2 separate regions of the Columba livia genome follow, and region 2 is linked to region 1. Evidence: chromatin contacts called from public Hi-C data. All regions are on one chromosome and are shown on one strand. The core of a region is the stretch at or near the end of the contact, and the rest is flanking DNA. Distances in the headings are between cores, read along the strand shown.

What was found. A called contact is a pair of places that touch in the nucleus more often than the background predicts.
Region 2: a Hi-C map of liver shows a contact between it and region 1, with 6 times the contacts expected there. The contact joins the enhancer-like site here to the promoter of BRDT in region 1. A contact is called at or near these places in 2 of 2 Hi-C or Micro-C datasets (crop and liver).

What each region holds. Positions count from the first base shown.
Region 1 is chr8:24,742,824-24,745,775 of bColLiv1.pat.W.v2, reverse strand. BRDT (bromodomain testis associated) reads left to right here and starts at 1,431. Exons shown (of 18, transcript XM_021292480.2): 1 at 1,431-1,664. It overlaps LOC110361442 (a long non-coding RNA gene), which reads right to left. Exons shown (of 6, transcript XR_010474378.1): 5 at 493-611; 6 at 1-27.
Region 2 is chr8:25,027,800-25,030,751 of bColLiv1.pat.W.v2, reverse strand. No RefSeq gene overlaps it. Among named protein-coding and RNA genes, the nearest start is that of ZNF644, 23 kb to the left of the region's middle. Within about 2 kb of position 1,456, at least 1 of the 3 cell types and tissues checked has an H3K27ac peak away from gene starts, as active enhancers do.

The sequences.
Region 1 (2,952 bases), core at 182-2,681:
AACCAGAACTTGCAGCAAGCACTGAGACTGCAGAGGCAACAAGGAATACTACAGTATTTTTCAAGTCTTTTTTTCAACACCATATTTAACAAAAATTATTGTAACACATTCTTTTTCAGTTTATTTTAACATCAGATACAGAAAGCTGGTGATTTATTTAAAACTCAGTTTTTTAAGTGATTACAAACCAAACCAGTCTGATTTCCATAGTGTTTCCCTGCTCACAGCATAGCCTAACAAATCCAGCTGACTTAAATTTTTACAAGACAAAAAGCAACTCAAAGGAGGATTAAGCAGTGACAAGCCAGAAGCTAAAGGCAGAAAGCAGAGTAAGACAGCAAATACATACACTTCATGGGCAACAGCTTCACCTTTCTTTTGATAGCACCCTTCCCACCTCATTGTCCAATTCCATCAACAGCAGCAAAACCTCACTCTCCCAGTGACTGTCTTTGAGTGAAATCACACAATTCAACAAATCTCAAGACCTACCTACAGAGAACTGCACTCCCCTTCCTTGCTTTTTATCATTGAACAAGGCTTCTATCACTTGCTCTGCTTCAAATACAGGAATAATTTCCATCTCAGTAAATATATCCCCTTCCTGTCACCTGTAAAGAATAAACTTTGCATTACTCACTGTCAGCTCCATAGAGGTGGCAGAGGTAGCAGCTGTTTGCTACTTTCCTCAACAGCTTCATCCATATGGTCCTAACAGATTGGGCTGCTTAAGTCAGAATACATGCTGGTTCTACCTAGATGTTTTAGATTCTATACCAGTACTTCATGCTTTTGCCAGGAAAACAAAGAATTCTAAGTAATGTTGGCCTAGCAACCAGGACATCTTGCTAGGGAAAAAAAAAAAAAAAGAAGAAATAAAAGAGAGGGAAAAGCAGGCAGATCAATCACTTGCATGATAAGAATCCAAACAGGTTTTGGTCTCAAACTGACACATGCACCTGAGTGAAACAACAAGCTAAACAGAAAACTGATTTTTGTACTACAGCATGCAAGGGCTGAAATTTGTAGGTGTACTGAGAGAGACAAAAGCTTAGCCAATAGCCAAAATTCAAAACAAGCTGTCTAAATTCCAATTCTTTGTAGCTTTAATTACAACAAATTGAATTTGTTAGAAAACAACCTAGTCCTCACACTTACGCCACAGCAGCATTGCTAAATGCATTTGGTTTTTAATTTAAGCCATGGAACTTGACAGTAAAGGAAGGTGTGAATACTGTAGAGTCCTTAACTAGAGACACTATTTATGCACTCCTCTTATACCAGAACATAGCATAACTCAGGATAATTGATAAAACATGAGCATTACCATTATCTTGAAGCTTAAGACTTTGAAGCTGAGCTAAGAAAATGAAAACAAAACTGATCTAAGTATAACCACTCATCTTTTTGTATCACTCCACCACGTTTTATTGACTAACTAGTGAGTAGATCTGCTGTAAGTAAGCAGCTGTTCCTGTTCTATACTGATAACTTTCTAATGAGATGGCTGATAGGGCAGGTTTTAGTAAGGGTTACAGGTGTGTGCTGGAGAGCAAAATGAGGGAGGAAGCAGACTATAAAGGCTCCCCTGGTGTTCTCTCAAAGCTCTGCTCTTTGTTTCTTAGGTGTGGAAGAAATGAGTTGTGTCTTTTCTTAAAATAAAGGTAAAAACAAGTCTGGTCTGCTCTGAGGGTGGCAGTTCAGTTTTGGATTGCCTGAGGCTGGCTGGTACTGGTAGCAGCTGTAAGTCAGTGGTTTCTCAGGATCTAATATTTATGTGGGTTGTCTCTACAGCTAATGTTTGTTTGATGTAACCCATGAGAGACCTTAAAAATAATGAAATGCTATTTTATGGGTGTCTGTAGTTGTTAGTGGTCCTTCTGAAAGAAAAGGTTGTGCTGCTTGGAATAAGAAGACTGTGCTCGGTTCTGGGTGGCCTTGATGTGTTAGCTGGGGGGACTCAATATTGTTTATAAAATTTTTGTGCGATAATTGACTATCAGCTAAACCTGTTAAGAAATGTTCTTGGTGCATGGAGTTTAGTAGCCTGTATGCTGTTATGTGGTATGCTAATATTTCTATGAACTGTTGTTCCTGACTAGTAGGAGGATATACATAGTTCCTATGTTGGTGTAGTAGCTAGAATGCTGAGCTACAAGGGGAAACAGCCACCTTTTCAGTAGGCTGGCTAATACCTGCTTTCAGGGAGCTATCAGAGACAGAGAATAATATTTTCTTAAAAAAAAATTGTTTTGATTATCACAAGATGTGCTATTTTGCCAAAAGCCTTGACTTATCTCGTTGTGAAATTTATGGAAGTTATTTGCTTTTTACTCTAAAACTGTAAAACATACCTTTAACAGGTTAGCCAAGAGTTTCAAACTGGGCCCTAGGGAACCAGTCAAGGTTTCTCATTTGGGACCTGCCTCAGCAGCTCAAGGATGCACAGGGCTGGGAAGGCAGGGTTTGAAAAATATCAAGCAATCTAGCTGATTGGAATCTGATCACACTTTAGCTTCAGTACACAAATTTTTATTTTTAAGCTAGATAAGAGTACTGTGTGATTGAGGGGAGCTCAGGTGGGTAGTAAAGGAGAGAGTGACCCAAATGTAAACCCTTTTTTTGTCCTTTAGAAGATGCGGTCTTAGCTCTTTGGTTGGCATGGAAGTTAGTTTCTAAAGCACAAGTTAAGTTTTTTAGAAGCTAGGTGTCTAAGCATAAGACACTGTTACATACAAAAAACTTAATCTCCTGGTTTCTTTAGGCATTATTGATGCCAAGTTTGAGCTGCTTTAAAGACTCTACTGTGCTAATTTATAAAATGTTCAAGAAATTGTATGCTATTTAATGTTCTTATTTCAGTACTGAATGTTATTTATCTGTTTTTTATGGAGTGTTTTTTTTAAGTTTGAACTGGAGTCTTTCCCTTTAGTTCTTCAGTTTCAAGTCTCT
Region 2 (2,952 bases), core at 207-2,706, 280 kb before region 1:
TTAGAGTTAGTTATGTTATAGGCATCTGTTTAGCATATTCTATATGAAAATGCAAATGAAGATGAAAAACAGTAAAATAAATATATGCAGCTTCCATATCATGTATATATTTGACTGCAGCACGTCAAATACAAAAGAACTGTTTTTCTCTTCAGAAGCCTGCTTGTTCATTCCATGCATTACTTTTTTACCAGCAGATGGCAGTTTACCATTATTTTAAATAGGTTCCTTCGTTAATATCAGATGTTTTAAAGTGGTTAGTAAAAAGACTTGAGCTCATTTCAAAATTAATTTTTAATTCTATTTCCTTCCGCATCATCCTGTCTAGAAGAAGTAATCAGGAGAGAGCTGTTTGTTTCAGTTTACAGCCCTGCTGTTGACCGAGGCTAAACATTATCTATGCAGTTACCTGACAGCAAGTTCATCCAGCACCAGTGGGCATTATCAAGCCTCAAACATTCACGGCTGCAACCATCCCCCTGAGACACACTTTACACTCCCTAATTCCCAGTCCGTGCTTGGGGAGCTGCACACAACATTACTTACACCAGTAGCAGAGGCAACATGAAGGATGTGACTTTCTACAAAGGGCCTAGTGCTTTATTTACTGCTGTGTTGCTTGGACACTGAATTTTAGGTAACAAAGAGTTAAAACTACCATCCAGGCAATGCTATGCTGCCTCCCGCACTGCAGCTGAAGAGGACCAAGGGCACAGGGAGTCTGTGCCAGGAGATGTAGCCTGCAGGGCACTTTCAGAAATCCTGCTGCCACCCAAGGCCATCCTTTAACCCAGCTGGTGGTGCAACTATGAGACCTTCTCCCCTAGCCTAACAAAGGGCTGAGAACAAGAGCTTTGCTAGCGAAAAACTCCAGCTGGAAACACAAGCAAAATGAAGGGATGGGTCTGTCAGTCCAACGCTGCTTCAATGCCTGGGCACAGATTCACCCTGGGCATCACCTGCCAAGTGCAGCCCTCGCAGGCACAGCAGTGCCATCCCCATCCTCAGGCCAGGCACCAGGGAGAGACTCATGCACCAAGAGCCTCCCTCTCCACTGACCCTGTGCCAACACTGCTCACTCTGTGGAGCCCATCTTCCCACCCTGCACCAACAGCTCCCTCCTTTGCGTCAATATCAGCATTCAGGACGACCCGAGGAGGCAACACAGTAGTAGCTCACAGTGGATTTATTCCCTCGTCCAACTCTGACACTCACCACAGCACACAAATGCTTTTGACAGCATTAGCCACAGAGGTTTTTGCTGGATTAAAGCAAGCCTGTGACTCCAGGTTTCTCACAGCAGCACCAAAATGGCAACAAAGAGCAGAACTCCTCTCCCCTTACAGCAGAGGCGTGCCAGCTCCACCTTTCACAATGTATGTCAGGCACACATCAATTTCTGCCAACTCTCCAGCCACTGAGCACAACAGTTAAGTTGAAACAGACTGTACAGAGAGCGGGAAGGAGGAAAGGGCTTTCCTCACCTGCCCATAGGCTGGGGACAGACTAGTTTTGTGGCTGGGCTGGGATTTTATTCATTTGGGTTTTGTTTTGCTTACGTGGCAAACTGCCCTTTCCCTAGGGCTGCACAGCTCCTTTCAAGTCCTGCAACTTTGAATTTGTGTTCCTTGTATTCTTACAGTGAAGTGGCAAACAGGAGATCCAGAAATCATTTTGCATCTGTTAAAGACTTAAAGCTAAAAGTTCCAAAACAAAGAGTACTGATACACACCAGCCTGTGACCTGTCTTGGGAATGCAGTGTTTCCTTTTACAAGCAGTCCTGCATAGTCTCTTTCTAATGATCTGCTGAGAGACTGAGAAATTCACCAGTGGCATTAAATTAGAAGTTGAAAACAACAGAGAGAGCAAGTGTGTTATACAAATACACAAAGGAAGATGAAACACAGGGGAAAGACAAAGAAAATAAAACAACATTTGAGAAAACAGGACAGCATTATAGTGTGGGGAACAATAGGACAGATGTATACATGGCATCAGATGCAGATTGACCAGGAGAGATCAATAATGTGCCAAGGGGAACAGTTCAGCGGTGGTGGGGGACAGACTAACAGGTCTTTTCTCTCTAACGCTGAAGATTCCTGAAGATGCGGGATGTCTGGTGCTCATCATGAAGTCCTCATGGCCAGAACTGCACTTACAACACTGATTCTGTTACAACAGCCTTTTGTTGGAACAAATAGCAAATGGAAGCATTTATGAATCACATAATGATGCTTTAGCCTTTGATAGTTCCCAAACAACCAGGTAGCCAGAAAATGCCTGCCGATCAACCTGTCTTCCTCGTGTGGGCAACTGCATAAGCAAAGCCGATGTTCAAGTGAAGCTGACACCAACCTACCAACTTTTGTTTCATCTGAGAAGTACTTTAAATAACATTCAAAGTAGGTTTAACATCAGTTATTACTTTGTTAGCTTATTGCATTCCTAAGATAATGGATTTCAAAATTGTATTTTCCAGTTGAAAATTAAAGAGCTACTTCTAGGCTTCCTACCTTTTCTTTAATAAAGTAAGATTCAATCTAGTCTCAGAAGTTGAACATTAATATAGAGGAGATTTGCTGTCATCTCAGTAAGTATCAGCAGCAATCAGTTACCATTCCCATGACTTTGCCACCCAAACCTCACCTACTCATCTTGAAAGGCCGACTGGATTTCCTATACCCACACGCCACCCTCATCTTGCAGATACTCAGGGATACCTACTGCTGTTGGACCCCAGCTCTTCTGCTCTGCTTCACAGAGCGAAAGCAGGTTTGTGCCTCAGGGCAGACAGAGGACAGCTTTTCACTCCTGTGATGCACAGGCACCCCCTGACCTCCTGAGCAGCCTGCTCACCCCAGGGAGGATGCTGCGAACAGGAGAGCAGGGCTGGCTCACCGCATGGCCAATGCGCAAACAGCATCCAGCCACATTATGCTGTGGTATGTACC